Regions from separate parts of the Triticum aestivum genome. Here region 1 is linked to region 2. A link is a contact called in public Hi-C data. All regions are on one chromosome and are shown on one strand. The core of a region is the stretch at or near the end of the contact, and the rest is flanking DNA. Distances in the headings are between cores, read along the strand shown.

Evidence for each region. A called contact is a pair of places that touch in the nucleus more often than the background predicts.
Region 1: a Hi-C map of leaf shows a contact between it and region 2, with 7 times the contacts expected there. The contact joins the promoter of LOC123126286 here to the promoter of LOC123126274 in region 2. A contact is called at or near these places in 2 of 5 Hi-C or Micro-C datasets (both in leaf).

The regions. Positions count from the first base shown.
Region 1 is chr1B:388,263,847-388,270,596 of IWGSC CS RefSeq v2.1, forward strand. LOC123126286 (lysine-specific demethylase JMJ706) reads right to left here and starts at 5,023. Exons shown (of 10, transcript XM_044546651.1): 1 at 4,532-5,023; 2 at 2,916-3,303; 3 at 2,669-2,825; 4 at 2,372-2,591; 5 at 2,053-2,273; 6 at 1,687-1,964; 7 at 1,214-1,606; 8 at 806-1,131; 9 at 471-725; 10 at 1-164. The coding sequence starts at 4,534.
Region 2 is chr1B:387,422,554-387,429,334 of IWGSC CS RefSeq v2.1, forward strand. LOC123126274 (phenylalanine--tRNA ligase beta subunit, cytoplasmic) reads left to right here and starts at 3,988. Exons shown (of 21, transcript XM_044546642.1): 1 at 3,988-4,146; 2 at 4,242-4,275; 3 at 4,848-4,958; 4 at 5,073-5,128; 5 at 5,229-5,332; 6 at 6,329-6,458. The coding sequence starts at 4,901.

The sequences.
Region 1 (6,750 bases), core at 3,773-6,272, 840 kb after region 2:
CAGGCAATGGGAACCATGTCCTCTCTATCTTCCTCAGAAGAGGCAGAATTTGACTTATTGTGCCTCATACTAACTGAGGGAACTGAAGTACGCGCAGAGTATTCTTCAGGTCGCTTATTGTCATGTTGTGTTTCTGGGGATGCCTTCTTCAGCCGCTTCAGAACCTGAGTAAACAGTATTTATATATATCAGAAACAAAATATGCAGTGTAACAAACCTACACAAAATCCATGGATTCTCAGTTGCTTCTCAATTACCAATCACGCGTTCAGTAACCTATAATATGATACACGCCTAAGCCTAACAATTTATCAGCACATGAGGTAGGCAAGGAAGCAGCAGTTCACCAGGCTGGCAGTGACAAAAATAATCAAAATTGTGGCTACAGGGTCAGATGCGCGAGTAAAAATAGATTGGCTTCCTCTCTTTGAGAATCTGTTCCAAATTTCGTGGATCAAACTGGAGCATACCTTCTGTTCAGAGAAGTTTGTTGTCTCTGTGTCAGGAGCAGGTCTTCCTAATATGCTGGATCTGCGCTTGACTCGGAAGATTTCAGAATCAGAATCAGAATTGCCACTATATTCCATGGGTGAAGCATTGCAGGAACTAATTTCATTGCAAACATCAGCCATGCAGGATGAATTGCCACCATTTCCATCCACTGACGATGTTTTTACGGACAGCTTAGTAATTGACCAAATTTGGTCGGTTCGAGCTGCATGGACCTGAAAAACAACAGTATCGTTACCTCAAACTGAAAGACAACAGTTGGAAACAAGATTTGATACGAGTGCGGTAAACTGACCTTTGGTTCTGCAGGCAGAGACCCATCACGATGTGCAAAAGATGTCAACGTTGAAGTTGCAGGAGAGCTCTTTCCACCGTCAGCAGCATTTGCTTCTAGCAAGTTTGCTTCACTGTTGCTTATGTCCTGGTTAGTCCCAACTGATGGACCATGATAGACACCAATATCAGAAATCGCAGCTTGCTTATACGAGACATTAGCACTTGTTTCCTTATCCAGGCGAATATCCTGCTCGAATTTTCTATATAGAGCCTCTAACTCCAGTATGTCCTCTCTGACGTAGACAATCCGGTCAGATTTACAAGAGCAGCTCCGCAGTTCTTGTTCTGTACTCCAACAAACAAACAGTCAGATAAAATACAAACTTCAGGGGAAGGCTAGAGAAACAGCAATGTCAGGATTTCCTACCATGATGAAGGCAGATAGGATCAAAGGTGCATCCGCATGACACATGTGTAACATAGCAATCACGCCGGCACATGCTACAGGATAGGTTCGAATACATTTTTGGCTTGTAGTATATCTGAGAACCCATTTTAGCGAGTAAGCTGCGTGTGCGCCGCTGCAGTCGCATCAACCTCACAAAGGAAGACTTCACACAATATTGAGTGTATGGATGTTCAGAATTAATTGTTTCTGGATCACTCAGTTTGTGAGACAGAAGCATTGCAGAACGACAAAGTAGCTCCTCGTGTGCAAGAAAGGGTGTTCTGTTCAGAAGTGCATAGCGTTTGCTAGCCAGAGAGCCCAGAGGAAACCAGTCGCCAATAGCAAAATTGACAGCCTCTCCACAATTGAAACCTGGGTTATTCAAACATTGCTTAGAAATATAGTCTGCATGCGGAAACTATCAAGGAGAAGATAGAAGAAACTATACATACCGTGGCTGAAACCTGAATGGTATGAACGAGGGAATGTTATAACAAACTCTCCAGGCTTCTGCACAGCTTTATAAACAGGAACATTGTGGTCTAACAAGATATTTGGGGGGAACATTGTTGTCTTCCCTAACAGAACATCAAAAGCCGCATCCTCTCCATCACCAGTCAAAATATCCTTGTTGTACACATACTGGCTTGCCACCTTTTCAAAACCAGGAGCAGCATCGCCTGGTATCCCATACCATGTCTTAAATGCCCCACAATGATGATAATTTATGCTGGTTATGTGATAAATTTTTTAGAAAATTGTCCATAAAAAAGGAACGAGGAATAGCCATGATCAATAATAAGAATGAGGATGAGTACCTGTACAAATAGTGATCTTCGACATGCCATGCAAACATGCTAAAGAGCATACCGATATACAGCATTGGATCTGTCACTCCCTGTTTTGGATCAGAGTAATTACAATCACAACGAATCCATATTAAGAATGTATTAAAACATAAATAAGCAAGGAATAGGTTACATACTGGAATTGGCGTCTGCAGAAGTCTCAGCACAGAACTGGGGAGCCGTGAAAAATTCTACAAGCACAGAGGAGAACATCAATAAGACTGTCACGTAGCTAACATCACACACAGGGAGAAAGGGAGAGAGAGAGAGAGAGAGCACGAGCTTTTACCTTGAGGTTCCAGTTGCTTTTCCCAAGCTGATCGTGAGGAGAAGAAGAGAAGGCACTCCCATCAACATCACAAGCATATTCAACAAAATCCATCTTTCCAGAAGAGATTTCACGCCAGAATTCCTCCTCCACGTACCTAGCAGGGAGACAACTAGCACTGGAATACTTCTTAGAGAACACTTTGTTGGCCATTCTCTCGTAGTCTCTGAAAGTGTACTTTCTGCAGAATCGTGAAAAATGTGATGAGACTTGGAAGGCAAACTAAATAGGTACTGAAATAGACAGAGAGTAGCGCACCGTCCACTCATAAAAAAAGTGACCGTGTCGTCTTCAGCCCATTCAGCAAGACGAAGCGGCTGAACTCTAGTCATGAACTTAAAACCAGGTTGTTCCTTCATCAGCACGACACCAGCAGGCACAGAAGCGCTTACAGGAGCCACAATTTTGCAAATGCCTGGAGAAAAAGATGGCATGGTCATTATTTATTCATCCATTCGGTAATACACTGGCAGAAAAATGGGTTTGAGTTAAACGGAAGGTGTACCATATTTTGAAGCCACTGGGGAAATTTTCTGTATATACGCAATGGGATCCTCGAATTCCTCCTTGGTGGGACAATACACAGGGCACTCTGGTATGTTGTCTATCCACTCTAGGTTAGACATATTGAACTTGTCCACCTTGCGCTTTGCGAATGGATTATTGTTCTGGGCACTGCTAGTGCTAGGTAAACCCGCAGCAACGTTGTTGGCATGCAATCTCACCCCACAGTTTGCAGGAGTCCGCAGTGAATCCCCGCCGCTCCTCGCAGCCATGGCAGGATTGTCACCGGCGTCTATCTGAGCACTCAAACGCATCCTCTCAAGTCTCCTCTTCTTCAGAGTCTCGAGCCCATTCCTGACCTCTGCAGGGAGACAGTTCCGTCCCTCCACCTAAGACATAGCTAGATACATCAGAGAGTGAAGAAGCACATGCAGCATTGCAATTTATAACTTGCAAGCCGGCATTGACCAACAAAGACAGCAGGGTCAATATTAGCACCAATAGTTTGGATGCCACGAATTGGTCATAGGTGGAACCGAAAGAGCGGCAACTCCCAGCCAAGTCAAGAAAGCAATAGTCATGGAATCAAACACGGCACATTGATATCCTCCACGCGGGTGCTTCCCTGGCACGACCAACCGTCGCAATCAGTCTGCCACTGAATTTATCCAGAGCCGTTCTATATTCGAGGTATAAAAAGTCCTACTGTATCTCGTAGCAGCAATTCATAGAAATGCTCGTTGCTTTAAGAATAACGGTCTCTTTAATAAGAACAAATCCATAAATTTCGAATCCACGGCCATTAAATCGCAAGCACAACGATTGAGTGAGGTTCTACATACTGTAGAAAAATCGGCGGGAAGAAAGGAAGAGGAAAAAGGGTACTAATTTGTAGACTTGGTCAAAGGTATAATTACGCACATGCGGTACGACCATTGGAGTAGAAACTTGTGGAAAAGGGGAGGAAGATGCCACTGCCTGCTTGGCGCTTGCCGAACAATGGAATGCAACCCCACACGGCAAGGAATAGGACAGCCTAAACTTAACTTGGAGTACTACTACAGTAGTGATTTAGCACGAGCATCTTACTTAGCCCAAAGGAGAGGGGAAAAGGAAGAAATATACTGGTAGAAGCCCAGCTGGTGTGTTTGACTTCTAATCCTAACGAGGCGAGGGCGCGAGGCCAAATTAATACAGCTCATACGGTGATGATGATACCTATGAACAAATCCAAAAACAAAGAGATGGCATAAAAAAATAGTTCCTCCTGGTTTTCCAACATTGACGCCCTTGGAATTCACGGAGACGCAGAAACAGCAGGCATGCGAGTAATTCAACGGACGCGGATTCCTGCGTAACTCTGAATAATTCTCCCAATTGGCGTGGCTCGTGGCGGAATCCATGAATTGTTCGGCAAGGGGGGACGAAATTTACCGGGAAAACGACGCGGTGATTCGAATTCTAGCCTACGAGAGAGGAATCGAACAGTAACCGACCACGAACACGCATTAATTAAGGCAGCGGCGGAAGAGGAAGAGGAAGGAGAAAAGGCGCGAAGGAAGATGGAACGAGCGACGGAAGCGGAAATTACAGAGGGAGGCAGATCTCGCGACTCACCATGACTCCGGCGGGGCGCGGCGCGGTTGCGGAGGCCCGTCTAGAGAATTCCCCGGCGGCACGGGTCCCGCATTCCCCTCCGGACGAGCGGGCGGCGGCGGGGGTCCCTCCCGGCCCAACCGAAGCCGGCAGGCGCGGCGCGGCCCTCTTTCCTTCCTCCCGTCGGTTATTTTCCCGCGCGAGGTACGCGGGAGCGGGGGCTGGAGGTGGAGGCGGGGGTACTGGCGCAATTGAGGGCCAGCAATGGGGGGCCCACCGCGGGGGTTGCCGGCGAGGGAGGGGGTCGCCGGAAGAGGAAGGGAACGGGACGGGACGGGACGGAACGGGTCTCTGGTCTCTGGCTGTGGGGGAGAGGCGGGGAGGGTGATATGGGGAAACCGCAGAGAAGGGAGACGAGAGAGCCCCACTTGTACCCGTCGCCCACGCTTTTCTCTATCCCTCTCCCTTTATTTTCGCTTTCCTTTTTTTGCGTCGGGTTGGAGGAGGAGAGGGAGAGGGAGAGGGAGGCGACGAGGTCATGGGAGCGGCGTTGGCGTTGGCGTTGGCGTTGGAGTTGGTTCCACCAGAACTGACGCTAACGGAACCGCGTCCCCCGCGCGCTCTCTCTCCCCGTCCTGCCCCTCGGCCTCTCCACTCCTCGCCCATTGTCTTTCTTTGTTTCTGGTGGGACTTTTCCTTCTCCTCTCGCCTGTGTGACACGAGGGAGGGTGGAGGTGGGGTTAGTTGCTCACCTCACCTCACCTGCATGTGACATTTACTATCCTACCACCTGGGACGGACGGACAGTTGGCCCAAAAGGTGCTTGCGAAAACACACAAGTAAATTCCAGCTCCCCCTTTTTCTTGATTGAATGAACTACTCCTAGGTTAGCTCGCCACGTGTCGCGCCTGCATGAGATGACAGAGACCGCTGTGTCACCCGAGACCAATGTTGGCTTGACTCGGATTTAGTTACTTGTGCGAGTATATTCGCCTCTAGATGGATAGATAGAGTGGACAGGTGGCATTTTTCCACCATTCTAACCAGTACTACTAACCTGTTGGTGGTTTTGATTTGACTGAAAAGTGAAGTGATTTAACTAACCCTGGATTAGGGATACTAGGTGTAGGAGCGGTGGATGGTTTCCATGGTAGGTGGCTGGTCCCGAACCAACTCCCTCCCTCCCTCCCTCCATGGCCAAGGAGAGCCAACCCCCAGGAAAGGACGGGCGCGAGCATATATGATGGGTATCCTATTCCCATAGGGGCTGTGCTGTGGTGTGCTGTTGGGCTCACGGCACCACCTGGAACAGTGCAACCACCACACCACCCACATCCATTACTCCATCCGGAGAGGAGAGGAGAGGGGCAGTCCCGTCATCCCGCCCCTGTGTGCGACGTCGCCGTCGTCGCCGCTCCGTTGGGTTCTGTTGCGTCGTAATTAATGCCACGGAACGGAAGCCACTTGGCCAGCCTAGCAGCCCAACCTCCCCGGGCCACAGGATGCCGAAACGTGTCCTCGACGGACGGCAGCGATCGGGCTGCGGCTGATGCATGGCCGGTTGCGCGGTTGGAGATTAGGCGCCATCCGATCCCTCGTGTTGTTCCTTTCTTTGTTGCCGCGTCAACGCCCAAGGCCTCAACCGCCTGCCGGCTTCGCTCGTGGGTTCCTCCCCCTCTTTCGGCCGCGTGCTAGTAGTATTTTGTGCCCGTTTAAATCGCATCAAATGAGAAGGCCGCAGTAGCATCTCCAGTTCCCCACTCTCCAGCAGGAGAGGTATGGCTAACTAGTCTAGGCGTCACCAGATTCTCACCGACCAAAACCAGACTTAATAACCGAGACAAAACAGAATCCACCTGCCGGCGATGCACGGCAAAATTACTCCGCTCGGTCTCAGTGGCATCGCAGCAGCAGCAGCCTGGGTGTGAAGCTCGTGAGCCGAAAGCGGAAAGGGAAAAAGGCGAGGCAAAGCAAAGCAAAGCTGGGATGTGCTGTGCTGGGTGGCTCAGCCTCGTCCATGTGACGACCTTTTTAGGCTTTTTACTGCTGATGCCATGCTGCTGTCGTGACCTCTAAACTAATCCCCTCCCGTCAGTCAGATCTGTACTAGTACCGTCATCACGACACCAGTCACTAGCTGCTAACTCCTCGCTTCACTTCCGTCCACGCCAGCTCCTGCCTACGCGTGTCCCCTCTCCTTCCACGTTCCAGCCCGCCTCGTGCACATCACTTGTCATTTC
Region 2 (6,781 bases), core at 2,738-5,237:
CGTTGTGGGCAATGACCATGGTGGGACAGACAAGGTTGCTTCTTCGTGGACCCTTCATGGGTGGAGCCCTCCGTGGACTCGCGCAACCGTTACCCTTCGTGGGTTGAAGTCTCCATCAACGTGGACGTACGACAACACCACCTATCGGAACCACGCCAAAAATCTTCGTGTCTCCATTGCATTTGCCTTCTCCAAACCCTTCCCTTTACCTTCATATGCAATGTTTTACTTTCCGCTGCTATACTCTTAGAATTGCATGTGTAGGTTGTTTGCTTGACTTGTGCTAATTACTAAAATCTTCCCACAACTAAAATTGGGAAAATGATAAATTTTTATTTGGTCAAATAGTCTAATCACCCCCTTCTAGACATACTTTTGATCCTATACTTTCAGTTTGTCAACTGAATTGCTTGAGGACAAGCAATGAGTTAAGCTTGGGGGAGTTGATACGTCTCCGTCGTATCTACTCTTTCTAACACTTTTGCTCTTGTTTTGAACTCTAATTTGCATGATTTGAATGAAATTAACCCGGGATGGCATTGTTTTCAGCAAAATTGCCATGGTGTTGTTTTTATGCAGATATAAAAGTTCTCGGAATTGGACGAAACTTTTTGGAGATCTTTTATGGACCAAATAAAAAATACTGGAGCAAAGGCTCACTAGAGGCCCCCTACTGCCACAAGGCACTAGGGCGCGCCATGGTGTCTTGTGGGGCCCATGAGGCTCCGCAGAACCTAATCTCAACACTATAAATTCCTATTTCCCGAGAAAAAATAGGAGAGAAACTTTCATCATGTTTCATGATATGGAGCCGCCGCCACCTCCTATTCTTCATTTGGAGGGCAAATCTGGAGTCCGCTCTAGGCTCCATGGAGGGGGATTCGCCACCATCAACATCATTAACGATCCTTCATCACCAATTTTATGATGCTCACCGCCAGGAGTGAGTAATTTCTTCATAGGCTTGCTGGACGGTGATGGACTGGATGAGATTTATCATATAATCGAGTTGGTTTTGTTAGGGCTTGATCCCTAATATCCACTATGTTTTGAGATTGATATTGCTATGACTTTACTATGCTTAATGTTTGTCACTAGCGCCCGAGTGCCATGATTTTATATCTGAACCATTTATGTTTTTAATATACTTGTGTTCTTGATCCTACCATGCAAGTTATATGCACCTATAACGTGTTATGATCCGCATACCCCAAGGTGACAATAATTGGGATTCTTTCTGATGATTACCATAATTTAAGGAGTTCATGTATTCACTATGTGTTAATGCTTTGTTCTAGTTCTCTATTAAAACGAGGCCTTAATATCCCTTAGTTTTCTTATGGACCCCACTACCACAGGAAGGTAGGACAAAAGATGTCATGCAAGTTTTTTTCCATATGCACATATGACTATATACAAAATACATGCCTACATTACATTGATGAATTGAAGCTAGTTCTGCATCGGCCTAGGTTATAACTTTTACATGATGAATGTCATCCAACATAACTATCATCACCGATCCAATGCCGACGAGCTTTTCACGTATTGATCTTTGCTAAGTTACTACTATTGCTCCTACTGTCACAATCGCTACCAAACTACTATTGTTACCGTTACTGCTACTATTGCTACTGTTACTACTGCTATCAAATTATTATACCACTGTACTACTGATCACTCTGTCGTAGATATTTAGTCTCCAGGTATGATTGAATTGATAACTCAACTACTAATACTTGTAAATATTCTCTGGCTCCCCTTGTGTCGAATCAATAAATTTGGGTTGAATACTCCAACCTCGAGAACTGTTGCGATCCCCTATACTTATGGGTTATCACGAGGGCGGCCACGTTGGCGGCTTCCAGCTTGTCGCCCGCACCTTCCTCCGGCTAGCCCTCTTGGCCGACTGCATGGTCCGCTGCGCCGGCATGTGCTCCTTCTTGGCCTTGGTCGCCTTTTCGCAGACAACACATGGCTTGTCGACGGTGGAGGCAAGGGCGACGGGGGCGGCGGTAGCGTGTCGGCCATGGCGAGCGGGCAACAATGTTTGCGGGAGAAAGGGGGGATGAGGTGGATGTGCCACTGTGTGGCGGGCCAAAGGAAGGACAAGGGCAGGCGTCGCACGTATCCACGTCGACGCAAACCCGACCCAAACTTGGGCCTGAAATGGGTTGCGGGCGGACAAAAGCGGACACTCGTCCATTTACGTCGGTGCATTGGGCCACGATTCGTGTCCGTTTCGACACAAACAACGTGCACAGACAGAATGCGTCGGCGGGTTGGAGTTGCCCTTACATTTTTCTAAGGGCTTGTCTAGTTTTTTTTTTGATAAACACGTGTAATTCATGCATACTCATAACAATTACAGGTACATTAATTTAGATCTAAGATCCAAGAAAATACAAAGCAACTCCTATGGCTAAGAATCACAATGAAATCTCTTGAAAACACCTTCTTCGCCTTATTAATCTTCGCTAGAAGAAATACTCCGAAGACTTTGATAAAGAGGTTGCAATTAGATTGGAGCAACGATTTTATCACTCTTTCACCTGCACGAACATTACCAATAATGATTCTTGAAAGCGCCATGAGTCACGCATATAAAAAGATGGGAAACCTTGATTGATGAACGTACTTGGGCCAGAGATAATCCCCTAGAAGTGCAGGATGTCGGATCACAATATCTTCACCATTATGTCATGAAAAATTGCAACTTTCACAAAGATGTCTCATCTAGTTTTTTTATACGCAAAGATAGCTTCTCTAGTTTTTTTTAGGATCTATAAACCTTTATTAAATCTCAATGTTCATAGGGATCTGTAAACCTTTTTTTAGATGGCTCTTTTTTAGAGGAAGTTTTTTTTAGATCGAAATCATTAATTGAGGAGTACTCCTTGCGGAGATCATTTCAACTTTCCCAGGTAGCAACAAGTGGCGCGCTGCATGTGCGCCACTTGTCGCAACCTGACTGTTTTCCCTTTTTTTCGTAGATCCGTTTATTCAAAATGTTAAATGTTTTATCTTTTAAACCGTGCGTCCAAATCTCGAACCGTTTTCATTGTTGGATTCCTCGCGTCGAGATCTTCAAAACTAGATCCCATGTTGATAGGTTTTGACGAACTTTTTTTCACGAAAAAATCGGACGAAAAAAACCGACGAAAAAACCAAACCGGGAACACAAGTTTTTTTCCCTTTCTGAAAGAGGCACGCCCGTGCCTCTGACGAAATCATAACCGTGCCTCTCGCGGAAGAAAAAAACCCAGAAAACGCATTTTTCCCTTTCCGAAAGAGGCACGCCTGTGCCTCTCACGAAAGCACAATCGTGTCTCTCGCGGAAGCAAAACCGTTCCTCTCGCGGAAGAAAAAAAACAGAAAACGTGTTTATTTCTCGTTTCCGAGGAGGCACGGCGGTGACTCTCGCAAAAGCACAACCGTGCCTCTCGCGAAAGAAAAAAAACAGAAAACACATTTTTTTCCGTTTCCAAGAGGCATGGCCGTGCCTTTCGGGAAAGCACAACCGTGCCTCTCGCGAAAACAAAACCGTGACTCTCGTGAACAAAAATACGTTTTTTTGCGCAAATTTTTTTTTTTTCGAATTTTTTTATCGAAAAGCTAGGGAAGACCGGTGAAAAACCAAAATGTAAAAAAAATTCAAAAAAAAAACCGTTTAAAAAGCCGAAAACGCGTGCGAAAAAAAAACAAAATTCGAAGGGAGCGCCCAGAGTGCGACACATGGCGAATAGCTAAGAGCGCGCCAAGTGACGCTGATCGTTGCGAGGCTCCCGAAGGAGCCCTCGTTAATTAGTTGCTCCCTTTTTAGATGGCTTGTTTAGTGTTGTAATAAACGGCGGAGCTGGGCCACAGGCAGGCCAGGCCATGGCCTGGGGCGTAAGGAAATTCCCGAGCCTAGAAAAAGAAGTTGGCCTGGGGCGCAGCCCACTCTCTCTACCACTTCTGCTGGGCCTCGGCCAGTCAGCCCAATAACAAATAGCGGACGAGGGGACTGAGCAAAAGAGACGCGAGCTTTTGCCGAGAAGAAAGGAGCCGTGTCGTGCCCGTGGAACCCTATCCATCCCGCCGCCAGCCGCCCGGCCGCCGTGTCCCGTATCCGGTGTCTCGTTGACCTCCGCCCCTGCCCATCCGGTGAGCCCCATACAGCAGCGAGCAGTCCCCTTCCATCTCCTTCTTGGCTGCTTCCCTTGCTGATCTGCAGTCTTGCTTCCCTTGCTGATCTGCAGTCTGGCATCCTTCGGCGTTCCGCCTCAGCAAAAGGTATCCCCTTCTAGCCATCTCAAGTTCTCAACTCAAGCTTAAATTCCACAGAAAATGTGGCCGTGGCCCTCGGCATTAATGCCTTGATAGATTGAAACATGATTTTAATTAATTCTATTTGCCCTTATTATTTTTTTATCTCAATTGCCCTTAGTTTTGCAATTCCACAGAAAGGACCCGAAGGCCAATCTCCATTCGCTTTGTCATGTGATATAGTAGTAACTGCTTTGTGTTTTCTACTCCCTCTGTACCGAAATACATGTCGCTGGAGCAAGTCAGCTACTTCAGCGACATGTATTTCGGTACAGAGGGAGTACTTATTAAATTGCTAGTGTAATCAAAATTAGGTAGCTATTCCAGAACTCAGAGACTTGCTGCTACTCATCACTCTTTATCATTATTATTCTAAAACTGACTCCTAATGCAGCATCCATGTTAAGCCACGTCACGTTAAAAAGAATAGTCATTGCACGTGATAAAAAAAGTGCGACCACGAGCCCTGCGCCCACCTGTCTGTCCAAACCCCCTCTCAGCGCTTTCACCTCATCGGGCTCCCCCGCTGTTCTTGCTAGGTTAACAGGCTCGCGTGTCCTGCCGCCAGCAAGCAACACAGCCGCTGCTCGCGATGCCGACAATCAGCGTCGGCCGCGACTGCCTCTTCGCCACACTCGGCAGGGTCTATAGTAAGCGCCTCCCCCCCCCCCCCCCCCCCCCTCTCAACCCCACCGCATACTCCTTCCCTTAACCCGCCGCGAGAACACGTAACTAATATTGTTTCTTTGTTGTGGATGCTCCAGCGCAAGACGAATTCGAGGCACTCTGCTTCGATTTCGGCATCGAACTCGACGACGTGGTGAGCCGCAGATCTGTGCCATTTTTCTCTCCTACTCGCATGCTTTGGTATTTGGGTGTTTATTTCGTTTGATGTGATTTGCTTCATTGGGTTTGTGTAGACCACAGAGAAGGCCATCATCCGGAAGGAGAAGCACCTGGAGGAAGATGTCGAAGCGGACGGTGACGACGAGGTCATCTACAAGATTGAGGTTGCTGCCAATAGGTAAGCACATTTTGGTTTTGCCAGCTGAACTGTCTGTACAAGTGGCTAAACTGCTCTGACTTGAGTTGCTATGGTATGAGATATCTGTCTGTCTTCTGGTATCACTAGCTCAATTAGTCTGCATTGAGCTGCTAATTGTCAAATCAAATATGTGTGTATGAATTGGTGTCACCGTAGCTGTAATCATGTAACCGTTTTGCTTTCTTTTATTTGGGCGAGCAAATTTTGTTCTGCTATTCAGTTCAAAGTTTTTGGTGTTTATCGGCATCATGCATGGCATGTGTCACTTAATTGTTGGACTTTGCGGAGGTTGACCTTGTTATCCGTACTAATGTCAGCTCAAGTCTAACCTGCATTTATGGTGATTCTTTTGGTTTTGGCATCAAATTTGGAACCAACATCTGTAGGTTTTGTTCACTCTGATTTTTATTTAATTTGACATAAACTTTGGCTGCGCCATCCCTATATATGATGGTAATTCTTGTTACTGGTAAGGTTTTAATGAGTAGTTTATTTTGTCTTGCTACTTTTGTATTTAATTCTATTCTCTTGTTAATTTTGGGTGTAGTAAGAAATTATTTGGTGCTGTGGGACACTTGTAGTATATTAACTTGCTTTCTTGTACATGTTTGATGTGAGATAATAAGACTTCAAATAGTTGAACTTCCACACAGCACATTGTGTTCAACCACAAACTTTTGCTTTCTTTCCAGCAAAAGAGAAAGAACTGCTTTCTCGTATATGTCTGATGTGACATAAGACTTCGAATTGTTGAACCTTCAAATAGTCTACACTGGTTTTATAGATGGGAGTATCACCTTATTAGTATTGCTGGCATCAAGTATGCACTGGAAATGTCTTGGTTAGCCTTATGCTTTAACGATACGTTTTCTTAGTTTACTAAGTTCAATTGGATGACTTGTTGGTTGTTAAAAAATTACAAAGAATTAGCATAAGATTTCTTATGCAGTGTGATGTCCATTACAATGCATGCAGATATGATTTGTTATGTCTTGAAGGATTAGCAAGATCTCTTCGCATTTTCACTGGGAGTGAAGCAACCCCTATATTTAAAATTGCTTCAATCCCCCGTGGTTCAATGCTTCAGATGCATGTTAGACCACAGGTAATGAGTTGAAGAAGGTTCATTTTCACCCTCATCTAGCTCTTTATTATACATAAGTTTAATGTATTTTACCCTTATAATTTCTTATGGCCATATTACGACATATGCCAAATTTTCAATTAATATACTTGAAAAAATATAAGAAAAAACAGTAAGGCTGAGTATCTTCAGTGTTTTGCTAACTTCTGGGTAACGGTTCTGTAGTAGCTGTGGATAAAATCGATAGACAGAGTCTAAGGGTTTGGTGTTCGTCTCAATTGGAAACTCTCTTGAACAACTTCATGGTTAATGCATATTCTGGATAAAAAACATTTCAGAAAAGG